Linked DNA regions of Zea mays: all the other regions are linked to region 1. Evidence: chromatin contacts called from public Hi-C data. All regions are on one chromosome and are shown on one strand. The core of a region is the stretch at or near the end of the contact, and the rest is flanking DNA. Distances in the headings are between cores, read along the strand shown. Region 1 holds the start of LOC103640618 (Core-2/I-branching beta-16-N-acetylglucosaminyltransferase family protein). Region 2 has its middle 17 kb from the start of LOC100282669. Region 3 holds the start of LOC100278182 (Mitochondrial ribosomal protein L27).

Region 1 (4,746 bases), core at 1,877-4,376:
ATAAGCACATGTGCATTCCACGAGTTTTACTCATGGTATTTTCCAATATATGTGGAATTACGGTATCCTCTAAAGCCCTAATGGCAGAAACCTATAAGGTTTAGGTGTTACTGGCAAAATATCCCCATTATGCTATAATGGCAGACTATAACGATGTATCTTGTCGATGAAAAATCTCTGATGGATTACGATCTTTGATGGACTTTTGTTACACCATCATAGATGTTGCAATGGATGAACGCCTGGAGCGATGTGTCATATTTAGAATATGTACTATTGCAACTATATTATCCCTAAGTCCTATTGAAGGACATGTTACTTGCTTTGCACAACTATGTATAAATTGTGGTGTAAGATAGAAAATTATAGCACCCCAACCTCATCCATTCTCATTATTTCAGATGAACAATGAGACATATATCTTGAAGAGTATGCTTGAGTTATGAGGGATAACGACTTAGACGGATGTCATCGTCAGGGGGAGCGAATGCTTATATTGATCACAATCGTGAGACAATAAATGTCATATTCTATACCCTGAAGGCATCAGCTTGATGATCAATATGTGAACCTTTATGGAAGTTTCTATGAAATATAAAGATCCAGTCGATCGAACACCATCAGTCAAAGTGGCTTGTTTATGTTAATACGTGTACTTACCTCGTATATCCTAGAAGTGAGTAGAGGTGGAGTTCCTGAAATAATCCTTGCAACAGTATGCAATCCGTTTGCTAAAACTCTATGTGCGTATACTTCCAGAAGAAGATGTTGTGCCATATTGATACGTTTTTCCAAGGATCAGGGGGAGCACATTTCTAAATTTAGCCCTTGTAGAAGATTCGATGGAATCCTGATCCAGAAGATCGAAATTTGTTCTGATGACATTTGTTGTACTCTTTTTTCCTTAGTGAGTTTTTCTGAAGTTTCTCACATAAGGTTTTTAATGAGGCAACAAAGTGCAAATGCAATTTGCGTCACCATGTACTCTTTCTCCATATTTTTCCCACTGGGTTTTTGGGAGTTTTAAAGAGTCATGTGTTGGTCGCGGTATTCGCCCAAGGGGGAGTGTTAAGTAAACCTAGTTAGGGTTATATGGGCAAATACCGACTTTGCCCCTGAGGGGTCTCACATCTCTATATAAGGAACCTGTACACTCCTTCATATGATAGAGAAGAGAAAGAGGCCAGAGGCCCAACCCTATATCCTGTGTCTCGTGTGTTTCTTTTGTCGTGCTTATGGGAAGGGAGACGGGTACTCTACAACTTCTTGCGCCTCTACTGCTGACGGGAGGGAAGGGAGCGGATCTGGTGATCCGTGGTAACGTAGTTCTCAACAGTTGCAACCAAATATGCCGTTAGGATTTGTTTGGGAGCGAGGTTAACGGAAGGCTTCAGCTCCAGGGTTCAGTGGATTATCCACCCCCTCTTTCTCTCTGTCTGTGTGTCATAAAAAAGAAAGAGAATAGTTTCAGCGGACTTCACGCGGGCTTTGAAATGGGCTGCATTATCTCACTGTGTCACGTGTGGGCTGAGTATATCTCTGGGCTCGGGAATCGTCCAACGATGGGCCCGTCACCAGTGCTTGCAGATGGCCACCTGTTTCTGAAATCAGGCTAACGAAACTTGGAAGAGAAAATAAACATTATTATTTACCTCTGCCGCAGTCGTGCAATGCAAACGGAAGCAAGCGGCCTAGTAGCCTAGTAGGTAGCTAGCTAGTCACGGAGGATGACAGAGTCGGCGATCTCCATGAGCGGCGCGAGGCACCCAGGCGCGAACTTGCGCGCGAACATGTGTGAGTACGTGCCGTTGGACTTCGGCCTCCTGAGGTCCCTGATGAGGTCGGCGGACACCTCCTCCGGCCGGTACGTGCGCGGGTGGCCGTCGAAGGAGCCGGTCCAGTTGACGCTGGTGAGCGAGAACCCGGCGCACCCGGCGGGGTCCAGCATGTCCAGCAGCGTCGGGAAGTAGTGCTCCTCCGGGTAGCACGAGCGCCGCCTCTCGACGAGGCAGGGCAGCCGGAACTTGCCCCACAGCCGCCTGTCCCCGACCACCGCCACGGCGTGCCGTCTGGCGAGCACGAAGAACTGGGACCCGACGCGGAAGCTCTCGAACGGAACCTCGGGGACCATGGCGCCGTCGCCGCGCGCGCTGTACCGGTCGCGCAGCGTGGGCGCGGCGCCGAGGACCTCGATGAAGCTGCGGTGATTGGGGTCGGCGGCGAGCGCGCGGTGGAGGGCGGGAAAAGGGCGTAGCGGGACGCAGGACTGGGATAGCAGCGCGAAGAAGCGGTTGGCCGGGTCGTCGAGCAGCGCGGCGGCGATGAGGCGGCGCGCGGCGGAGATGAGCGTGGCGGAGGCCCGCTGCGTGGCCTTGCTGCCCCGCACCACGCGGCCGTGGAAGGAGCGCGCGGAGGGCGGGAGGCTGAGCGGGGTGGATGGGTCCGCGTGGACGTAGATGTTGAGCAGGCCGTGGTTCCCCGCGAAGTACTTCTCCCAGAGCGGCGCGAAGGCGAGGCCCGAGTTGGTCAGGAACAGGAACGCCACCTTCTGCTTCGTTTGCCGGTGGGCGGAGGAGGAGGAGGAGGAGGAGAGGAGCACGGCGCGGCGGAACAGCGCCAGGTCCTCCGCCTCGTCGGCGTCCGGGATCGCCGGGAGCGTGCGGGGCGGGACGAGGCGCGGCTCCAGGAAGAAGACGAAGACGGCCGGGACGAAGAGCAGAAGCATGTACGGCGGCGGCATCGTCGGCCTTGCGGCCGACCGAGGCCTCTGGCTCAGCTCAGGCGGTCAGGCCAGGAGGGGTGATGAAGGAACGACGAGGAGGAAATTTGGCGCAAATGGGGAAGTGAATTGCTGTGAGCTACCGTCATTATTACAGTATAATATACTTATAGGGCTGAGCATAGCCGGTTTATGGAAGGCATTTATAGGTGGCAAGCACGATTACAGGTGATCCAATTCCAACCAAGCGTGTTTATGGCACGTCGGCGGCGGAGAACGCGGGCATGCATGGGTCAAGAAACGGAGGGGGGAGGAAAGCGGAGGTAGGAGTGGTCGAGTGGAGACTGGAGACGAAGGGTGGGGTGGCGCGTGCTGCATCGGACCCGGATGGACCTGCAGCCCAGGCGAGGCCGCGGCTGGGCGTGAACTTTTACGCGCCCATTAAAACCAAGTCATCAGGCGCCGCGGGGGGGGGGGGGGGGGGGGGGGGGGGGGGGGGGGGGGCGGTTGCTGATGATGCTTCATGCTTGTCATGGCAAAACCCAGTAGGGATGAAAACGGTCGGAAACGGTATTTATTCGGTAATCAGTTTTTTAGTCGTTTTTCTTTGATTGCGAATAAATAGGACATATAATCTACAATACAAATTTGTATTCTTGTTTTTAACATCCAGCTTGTAAAGATTCATAAAAGGTAAACCTCAAATTCATCCTATATTTTCTCAAATAATAGATATAAACTTCGGTATGGATTCGGAAATAAATTCGGTAATTTTTTCAACGTTTCGTGTTGTAGGGAGCAAATAATACATAAAACAATTTGTGTAATATTTTATTCATATGTGTATTAATGTGCTTGATAATATAAGAAAAGATCAACATTAAATTTTATGCATATCTATTTTAAAATATTAAATTTGTTCTAACAGTTCGGATTATCGTTTTCATCCTAAAACCCACACGTCCATCCTGGCTTGCTTCACGTCAATTTTCGATTGCTACATGTCATAAGAAAACAAGGCAACACAAGTTATAAACATTAGAACAGATGGACGAAGGTTCTTATAAAAAGAAATATGAACGAAGTAACATTATATGTTATGAAAATAAGTGATAAAGTACATGACTCATCTCGTATACCTTAACATTTTTATTCTTTCTTTCTTCCTTCGTATCAAATGAAGTTACATACATATCTTCACCTCCGAAGGCTAAGCAAAACGAATCTAAGACTCCCCAAAAAAGTGAATTTATACATGATACCGTTCATCTATTTATAGGAGAGATAAACGGTTTCATATATTATATGTTCATCTATCGATGACATAAGGTCAACACTTTCTTTTATTTTTTCGTTCTTGCCGCTCAAGACTTCATCTTCTTTGTCTTTAAGACTTCGTACTCGAAGCATACCTCACATCAAAGTTGGTGATTTTCAGTCCGCACTTTCGCTACACACTTTTACAGACGAAGCTTCTGTCCCGAAGGCTAGTTTCACCTGTCCTTCGTTTTGTACTGCTTCAACGACAGATCAGCTTCGTCCGCCCTACATCATATACCTAGAATAGGGATGGCAACGAGCATATTTTACCCCACATGCTCGCAGGTAAAAACCCTATAGAGTGCGGGTTTTTGTGTGAGTTTGTACCCACTGGTACGAGTTTGATTCTCAACCCGATGAGTATGAAAATGTTATACCATACCTGCAAATCTATGTACCCGCAATGGATTATATATATATATGGTTATTTGGAGCCCAGTGATTTAAATAGTTATAGGAAGCTCTAGTCGACTCCCTCCCCTAGGACCCACGCCCGCGTGCGGCCCCACCACCATACATATCACATCCAAATCACGCGGGCGCGTTATTTTAGGGATATGTTTTTATGGCAGTTATGGACGCAATGTCAGATTTGAGCGTAAAATTGTGTCAGACGTAACATAAAATATTGTTTTTCGTCACCTCACATTCAGGGTCCTGTTTTTATGAAAGATACAATCGTCACCCACCAGACGTGCATGCATTTT
Region 2 (4,484 bases), core at 777-3,276, 160 kb after region 1:
CCTCTGATACCACTTATGTCACACCCAGGTTTCGGGGCACCAAGACCCGGGCGCGAACATAATCACCAAGTATGCTGGGACCAAGTCTCACACATATGATGAATCATGGCACATGATCGAATGTCACATCTTTACTATATAATAGGAGTTCTATACAAAATAAATAAATAATTACATTATAAGGAGACAACGTTCCAGCAACCCAAAGTTGACTAGGAGACGACGGCCTATACCTCTCAAGCGCCTCATCCTGCAGTACCTGTTCTTAACCTATGGGAGGGTGTGAGAAAGCAAGAGTGAGCTCACATACGTTCATAGCTCAACAAGTTGTGGGGAATAATGTGCATGAACTCGCCAAAGGTGGGAGTTCACATGAAGTGTAAGGCTTACCAAAGAGGATGGTTAGAGCTGAGCATTGCTTTTAAAGTTGGTCAAATTTTTATTAGCAATTACTAAGTATAAGTAAATACCAACCCAATTAAGTAGTAGAACAAAAGTGATAATAACACCGGCGATGCAATGCATATGACAAATTGAATTTAATTCCATAAATTAATCATGTGAGGGTCCAAGCTGCTCATGATCGTGAGCACGGCTGATATACCAGTTTACACTCTACAGAGGTTGCACATCTTTACCCACAAGTCATGTTACCCATCTGCCAAGGGATAGCGACTCCCATACACCTCTACCTAGGAGGCGAGGCAGGGTAACACTACGAGGCCTTTATAAAGTTCCACTAGCTTCAGAAAACCCGCTACAGTTTATAGGAAGCTCCAATGCAGGGACCCCTCGCCTGACCGCCATCGCAGCAAAATCAACCCAAGGGCCTCCCTACACTGACCACTCCCCTACTGCCCTTGCCCCTTTCGGGTAAGGTAGTCTTCCACTAGCTTTCCTAATTAGTCAGCCAAGGGCGTCCCATACCACCCTTGTGGTAGCACTGTTTTCCCGGATGGTCGCCTCATGTTCCAATTAACATAATGATCTTAACATGAATAGTAAATAACAACTGATAGTAAAAGTATAATCATGAATAATGTGTATCTCTATACCCAAAACCACATAAAGCAATAGCAGGTACTACCCAAAAATTCAGTGCTGAACAAGGTATAAAGATAGTCAAACTAGGGTAACCTATTGGGTCCCATCGAAATTAACCTATGCAGATCATTATGATTAATAAGAACATGATTGGGTAATAAGAAGTGATCAAGGGCACAACTTTCCTGGGACTTGAGATTCCAGGTACCAACTTGCTTTTCAGTTGACTCGTGACCTCGCGCTAGTCGTAGCAATACAAACAAACATGGTATGGGCAAAATTAACATCACACCAAACATAAGAACAAAATACATATTAATAATCTACATACTAAAATAAGATCATAGGAACATGAATCATTAATTTTGGAGTTATGGATTTCAAGTTATGAATTTCCAAAAGTTCGAGGTGCTAGGTACAAGATTAATTAGGAGATTAATTTTAATATGGTTTTCATGTCAAAATAGAGACACTAGTTGATAAACAATAATATTACAAAATTATAGAAACTGGAATGGATCAATTTAGACTTAATATGAATTTTCTATGAATTATACAAGTTTCTAGCATTCTGTTTGTATTAAAAATCATTTTCCAAAATTTATTATCTAATATCACTACTCACTGGACTGGGCGCATTATTATCAGAAACTGCAGGGGCTAACCCGCAAGTCTCCCCATACTCATATTCACCCCGCGTGGATAGCAGGTTAGTTTAGGAAAAGCCGAGGGGCTCTTTTGCAATTTGGCTCGGCGAAGGGGTATGTCCAAATCTGGACCATGAGATCTGAGATGGAGGGCTCGGATGAAATCCGCATACGCGCTGAACCGGTAGGCGATCGTAGTCGTCGGATTGGAGATCTATGGCCACGATTTTAAATAAACCGAGATCGCGCTCGAGCCACCGGATTTAGATCCAACGGCCCCAACGCGACCCCGAACCGGTACACCTGGGTTTAATCGTAGTCGTCCAACCGCGATCGCTCGGTCCACAACCTTTCTCCTTTTCCCCTATCGACTCCGAGAACGGCGGCAACGCCCTCGCCCCGCGACGGCGCTCATGCACGGCAGCGACCATGGCCAGCATCGCCAACCACATGCCACAAGGCCCCGAAACTCGAAACTGACTAGGGTAAAAGGAAGCGGGTGACATCGTGAATCAGACAGCGGGTAACATACCATGAATCGCCCGCGCGGGGAGCCCTATCCATGGAGCACAGCGGCGTGGAGGCAATCTACTCACTCCAGTAAGAAATTGCCCACACATCGGTCGATTGTGTGCCCAGCTGATGATACCGGAGTCTCCGCCTGGCCTGGCGATCCGACCGTGCTGGACACCGAGCCCCAAAAACGAGGGAGGAGCATTCAAGCGTGCAGAGGTCGACCGCGGCGGCCAACCCACTTCGCAACACAGACTTTCCTCCTCACAGTGCCGGCGGTGCTGGTGTGGACGCTGCTTTGGGGATTGGCCATGGGTATTAGGTCCTTGGATTTATAGGCCACGGAGGCGAAGTCCGAGCTGAAGAGGTGTTGGCGATGATGCCGGACTTGCCGAGGTTCATGGAGCAGCGTCGGGGTTTGTTGAGGAAGACGGCTGCCATAGGGGCCCCACACGTCATACGCGGCGTGATCCTGTGGCGCAAACGGCATCCAAGAGACTGCACGAGGGGTCCATGTGTTAGTGGCTTCGAGCGTGGAAACAAGAGCGTGCAATGAGGATGGCGAGCGGGTCCCACCGGACAGCCGCACACACATGCCTATATGGGTCGCCCCGTGGTAAAGTCTGTCTGGGCCACAGTTTAAGTGTGAAGGGAATCAGAGAGATGGGCCACGCAAGGGTTATTGGCCCAAGCGCGATTAGGAGTTCTTCATTCTTCTCTATTTTTCCTTTTTTTTATTCATTTCCAAAATTCAATTTGGTTCCAATTTCAAATTTAAATTTTGTTTGAACTTAAGCTTTCCAATTATCCATTAAAAATGAAGATAACGCCTATTATGTATTTATTTATTTATATCTATATATTTTATTTTTATAGTATATATTCTTTTCCTTTTCTTCTCTTTTCTTTTCTATTTCTATTTTTAAATTCTGGTTTTCTAACTTAAGCTTGTCTCACAACTGGGAATAAAAAGTGCAACAATACAATAACTTCAACATGAAATGCAATTTTTGTATTTATTTATTTGTTATTTGACTACCTTAATTACATTTTTAAATATGTAAAGAGGGGAAAATCAATTAATCTCCAAGGGTTTCCAAAAATCAATAAAATACTAACACATCAATATATATATATATATATATATATATTGGTACAAATTTTAGGGCTTTACAATACTCTTATTGCAAAATTTGGTCTCTTATGAGGGAGAATTTTGATTATGGGAAAAGGGAGAGTTTTTGCCACTTGATCAAAATTACTCTTGAAACATCTCTCTATTTGCCCGAACAAGTGTGTTTGACTTATAGATAGGAAAAAGAAATTGATTTGCGAAAACAAACCAAGTGGTGGCAAAAGTGATCCAAATATGCCAAATCTCGAGTGAGAAAATTTGGTCTTCAAATCTGCACTTTTGAGAATGATGTTGCACTTTTAGTTGCTTTTTAATGTGTTGGCATAAATCACCAAAAAGAGGGATATTGAAAGGGAAATTGCCTTTCTATAAATGTTTTGGTGATTAGATGCCCAACACATATTGTTTTAGTTCATATGTGCTAAGTGGTTGAGAAGTGCAAATCAAGAATCAAGGTATGTTTCTAGCTCTAGTAAATTGTTTTTGGATACTAACATATCTCTCTAAGTGCTAGGAACACTGCCAAGAAAAGTGGAAATGAATTGGAGAAGGTTTGGCTGAGTTCAGCCAAACCAGCACCAGCCTGTGGTGCACCGGACAGTGTCCGGTGCCTAGGCTGGCCCGCCGACAAACTCGTCGCTCTCGAGAAAAAGCGAAGGCGCCGCGTCTAAAAATCACCGGACTGTTCGGTGAGTCAACAACGCCCTCGGCCAACGGTCGGCAGCGCAATCAGCGGGCGACACGTGGCCCGCGCCAACGGTCGGTTGGTCACACCGGATTGTCCAGTGTGCACCGGACAGTGTTCGGTGCCCAGGCTGGCCCGCCGACAAACTCGTCGCTCTCGAGAAAAAGCGAAGGTGCCACGTCTAAAAATCACCGGACTGTCTGGTGAGTCAACGGCGCCCTCGGCCAACGGTCGGCAGCGCAATTAGCGGGCGACGTGTGGCCCGTGCCAACGGTCGGTTGGTCACACCGGACTGTCCGGTGTGCACCAGACAGTGTCTGGTGCGCCAACGGGGCCCGAGGTCCAACGGTCGACTGCGCCAGATAAGGAAGGAGATCGGGCACCGGACTGCTACTGTTCATGTCCGGTGGTGCACCGGACTGTCCGGTGCGCCACCCGACAGAAGGCAAGAATTGCCTTC
Region 3 (4,650 bases), core at 326-2,825, 240 kb after region 1:
TTTCTTCAGATGTCCTTATGCATATGTAAAAATTAATTCTAATCCTTTGTTCTATATGATTTTGTTGTTGAGTGAACCTAACTATAAACATTTATGCAACATTTATTGGTCAAGGAGAATTGTGGGTTCACTCATTGGGTAGATCCTTGTCCGATTTTTTCGCATGCGGAATACATATCCTACCTACAGAATAGGATATTTGATCTAAAGAGAGAAGTAAGCAACATAAATGACGAGGAAGAAAGAAATAACAACAATGGAGGTGGTTCACAGGTGCAGGTATGCTCAGATCCATATTGTTGTTGCCCTTGTCACAACAAGAATGTTGGTCCTCCAACGTCTCCACCGCAGCCACAACAGACAACAACAATGAGAGGATATTATGGAGAAGAGTCCACACAATTTGGAATGTGGGAGCACTACTAGAGAACTCTTCTGTATCAATTGCTTTAAGCGTGTTGATTTTCTTTATCAATTGCTTTAAGTCGTCTTCAACAATTGCTTTTAAAGTCCAATTTAAATCCATAATTGTTCACCAATTGCTTTTTTAAGTCGTCTTCATCAATTTTAAAGTAGTTCATTACCAAATAACATTGTTCGACATTAAATAATATAGAATAAGAAGTTCATTACTACATAATATCAAATAAGCACCTAGACTGCTGAGTGCAACGGGGCCATTTGCCCTTGCGAAATGCATCAGGGTTCTTCTCCATTGCTTCCTTTGCACGACGTGCACGCTCAAGCTTCTTCTCCTTCTCTTCCCTGCATTCAGCAACACGCCTCATTTCCTGCTCGTCTTTCCATTGTTGTTCGACAGCAAGCTCCTCTCGTCTTTTCTTCATCCTCTATTTGTCCTTTGCATCCCACTTTTTAAGATTCTCCAACCACTTCTTGTCTTTCTGTGAGATTTCTGTGTCAATCCACTGCTCAAAATCACAAAGCGGTGGAGGAGTCTATAAAACATGCAATAATTAGTAGGCAAAGAAAACATGCACCACTTCGAGTTTTCAAATTGTTAACATATTAAAAGACTATTCTCACCGTTAAATTCATTCGGCGCTGAACAATCATTGACTCAAATGTATAGTTAGCACACATCCAATACCTCTGTCGATAGGTGTCATGATCCTCAGACTTGTCAACCTTGCAAGGATCACTACAAAAGTACATAGGCATTAGAACACCAGTTGGCAAAGGCAGCGGGTCGAAGGCAGTTCGGTCAAAGGACCCTTAAATTTCGATAAGATCTATAACAATCACAAATATAATATACTCACAAAATATGTTTTAATACAATGCTTACCTTTGTTTAGCAGGTTTATCACGTGTAGACATCCTACAATTTAGGTTGATGTCTCTCATTTCGAAAAATAGAAATGAGTACAAAAACTGACGGTTGACTTGGCGCCGAGATCTACGACGTCGATGTACACGTCACGTCAGTTCCACCGTAACCCTTAATCTGACATGCACGCCAAAAAAATTGGCACCGACACATAGAAACTAGACGCCAATGATGACGACAGAGAGGTAAGGATCCATTTTTTGAAATAAAACATAGTTAGAAAAAACACAAAAAGATCTAAAATACAGAAAAAAAAAGTTGTCCGGTACGTCCCCTCCCCTTCTCCTCGCGCCCCCGCAGCCGAACTCCGCCGCCACGCGCTGATCCGGTCTCCCCCGGCTGTGCAGGAACCTACGAGGAAGGCTTAGGCGTTTTCCTCGTTCGCTCGCCGCGGCGTCGGACGATGCCTCTGGGGCTGACGCTGGGGTCGCTGGGGCGGGCTATGCGGCAGAAGCGGCCGTCCTCGCTCGACATCCTCTCCTCCAAGCGGGCGCCGCGGGACTACTACAAGGGCAAGAACTGCAAGCCCACCGGGTTCCACACGCGCAAAGGTAAGCGTTTCGCCATCCAGTGGTCTAGGTCTAGCTGTTCCGGCCTTGCCCTGCAGGACAGGCGATCGTCGTACCACGGTACCAGCCAACCGCCGAAAATGGCGTCAGTCAAAATTCTACTAAGCCGGTTCAGTCATGGTGTCCACTAGTATTGGGGAAATGTTAGCAAAACCTCCTCCGGTGTTTGTAGTTACACCACGTAATATTTTTAAGCCCGTTCTTTATTCGCCTACACCAGGTTAGCTGTCTCCTGTCCTTTGACACGTAGATCAGTATAGGGGTGAAATATCCTGTGCAATCAATCAGTTTGGTTGATTGCATCTAAAACCTGCTAGCTATTTTACATTTAAGGGCATGTTCGGTTATTTTCGTTTTAGGTGTTAGTTCGGTTATTCTAATGCTATGTGAATGGGTTTGGATGGATTTTGACTTGTTATGGATTTAAACTGACTCAATATCACTCAATTCACATGGTTCAATGGTGAAACGAACAAGCCCTCATGTGGATTGGAGTGGATTGGGTGGGTGTTGGGATGGATTTTGACTTGTTATGGATTTAAACCGACTTAATACCATCCAATCCACATGGTTTCACGTCTTAGGGCATGTTTGTTTTATTTTAAATCCATATGAATTGAGGGGTAATAAATCCACTGCTAATCAAAATCCATCCAAATGCCCCCTCAATCCTCATGGTTTTGGGATGAAAGGAACAAGGCCCAACCTGTTTCCTATGAAACTGTTGACGGTTCGATTGCACCTAAAACCTGCTAGTTATTTTTGCATTAACCTCTTCCCGTTCTCGATGGTTTGATTGCACACTTGTATCGAAATGAGTGATTGCACAGGATACGCCCTGCCTGCTGCATATGTGGTGTATGGTTGTATACATGTTATTATCTTTTCCTTGTACCCACTACAATTGGTAGCTGTAGAGCTCCTGGAAGAAGCCATTCGCCGCTCTAAATTATCGAGTCAATATCTTCATTCACTTCCATACTATAATCACCAGAAGATTCTAATACCATAACCTCGGTCCATCCAACCCTTTCTTATCGGCGCTAGTGAGCAAGTCCGCATTCTTTTCCAGGCGGATACGTGGTTGTCGATGAAAAGCTGCCAAGGTTCGCAGTTCCTGACAATGACTCATTTCAAGGTAACTGGCCCCTTTTTTTCTGGTCCACACTTCACACTTTCACGACTTCAGAGTTTAGACAGCATCACAACCTGTTACGTTGGCTAAGGACGAGGTTGAGGTCCAGTCCTCGCCATGAACCGGATGCCATGTGTGGGCGATTGCAGCTGAAGCCGTTCGTGTCGCAGTGCACCAGGGACCTCGCAGCGTCGACGACATCCTCGGCCTCTCTAACTTCAGCACAGACTACTGAGAGCAGGAGCTGATTGTCATCGGACTGCTCTAGCCATTTGCAGGAAGCGAGCGACCAAGCCTTGCAGTATTGCGGCTACGTTTTCCTGGAGAGTGCCCGTGTTCAGAGGATTAGTCATTAGTGTCGGCGTCTTAGCAGCTACAGGTGGTCATTTCAGATGTATTTTTCTCTCTCTCTCTCTTTATCTTGTGTAAGGGCAAACATGTGGCGTAAGGCCCTGTCGGCCCTGTCTGTTTTCTTCCAGAATTATATAATCTAACTTATAGATTACATAAGCATCTAATGATCTGCTTATGGATTATCATAATCTAGGTATCTAGATTATATAATCCACTGATAATATATGTTGTTTGTTTGTCCCTTAACTTATTTAAGCTATATGCAGCGCCTAAATCACCTTGGAATCTCTGGTCTTAGAGCATAACATGGCGGTCACCCTTTCCATTTAATCCCGCGGAAAACTTCAAACCCCCAACAAAAAAGCTGAAAATATGTTCGTCGAAGGTTTGTTTGTAGCGACCATTTTCTTAGGCCACCGTTCTTTTTTTCTTTTCGTTGCTGTAGCCTGTAGATAGCTTGCGTAGAGTAGGAAGGAGTAGATAATTATTCGAACGGTTAAATTAATTGTAAGGGCCCCTTTGGTAAGGCTTATTTTTCAGCTTCGGCTCTGGCTCAGGCAAAAGTTGTGCCAAACACCTCTTTTTCAAATGGCTTCACCAGTGAAGTGCTTTTCCAAAATAAACTAGAGGGCATGAGCCAAAAAAAGTGGCTCACCCGGCTTCAGCTCACGTCATTTTTGCACAATAGCCCTCCCACCAGTCCAAATTATTTTTTTGGTCCTGCCCTCAATCCCTAGCCACGTACAGGAGAGATTTTTCAGAAAAACTATACAAGGGTCTTTCTGAAAAACAACCTATAAGCCATTTTGCCAAATGATTTTTCAGAATGGCTTTGGCTCATCTAAAGAAGTGGCTTCACCTCGTGAGCCAGAGCCAAAGCCGTTTTTAGAGAAGCCAGAGCCCTGCCAAGGGGCCCTAAATCTACACAATGCTGCTACTAGTACATGAAAAAACGCAACGAGATATTTGAACAGTCCAGCAGCCCACATGCGATGACCCGTCGTGCGACGTACAGCCAAACGAAGCCTCCACCGACCATTTGAAGATTCATCAAAGCTGTCCAGAACACAACAACTGGAGTCGTTCTCACTTCAATTCAACGTTACTATCACGCATGAAAAAGTCAGACTCGTATAATGGTCGTCGTCGTCGTCTAGGTCTGTCGCCGCCACCTCGCATCACATCACCCGCCTACTTGCGCGCCGGACACCTTGGGTTGGCTAGGCGCTTCATGACCTTTCGCC

The links. A called contact is a pair of places that touch in the nucleus more often than the background predicts.
Region 2: a contact with region 1 is called in a Hi-C map of leaf, with 4 times the contacts expected there. The contact joins the enhancer-like site here to the promoter of LOC103640618 in region 1.
Region 3: a contact with region 1 is called in a Hi-C map of tassel, with 4 times the contacts expected there. The contact joins the promoter of LOC100278182 here to the promoter of LOC103640618 in region 1. A contact is called at or near these places in 2 of 25 Hi-C or Micro-C datasets (ear and tassel).

What each region holds. Positions count from the first base shown.
Region 1 is chr1:179,120,104-179,124,849 of Zm-B73-REFERENCE-NAM-5.0, forward strand. LOC103640618 (Core-2/I-branching beta-16-N-acetylglucosaminyltransferase family protein) reads right to left here and starts at 3,127. Exons shown (of 1, transcript XM_008664034.3): 1 at 1,623-3,127. The coding sequence starts at 2,740. The coding sequence ends at 1,715.
Region 2 is chr1:179,278,090-179,282,573 of Zm-B73-REFERENCE-NAM-5.0, forward strand. No RefSeq gene overlaps it. Among protein-coding and RNA genes, the nearest start is that of LOC100282669, 17 kb to the right of the region's middle. Within about 2 kb of position 2,027, at least 17 of the 20 cell types and tissues checked have an H3K27ac peak or open chromatin away from gene starts, as enhancers often do. A contact at or near this core is called in leaf, where this site is marked.
Region 3 is chr1:179,364,207-179,368,856 of Zm-B73-REFERENCE-NAM-5.0, forward strand. LOC100278182 (Mitochondrial ribosomal protein L27) reads left to right here and starts at 1,576. Exons shown (of 4, transcript NM_001151541.2): 1 at 1,576-1,613; 2 at 1,696-1,899; 3 at 2,990-3,055; 4 at 3,223-3,557. The coding sequence starts at 1,752. The coding sequence ends at 3,287.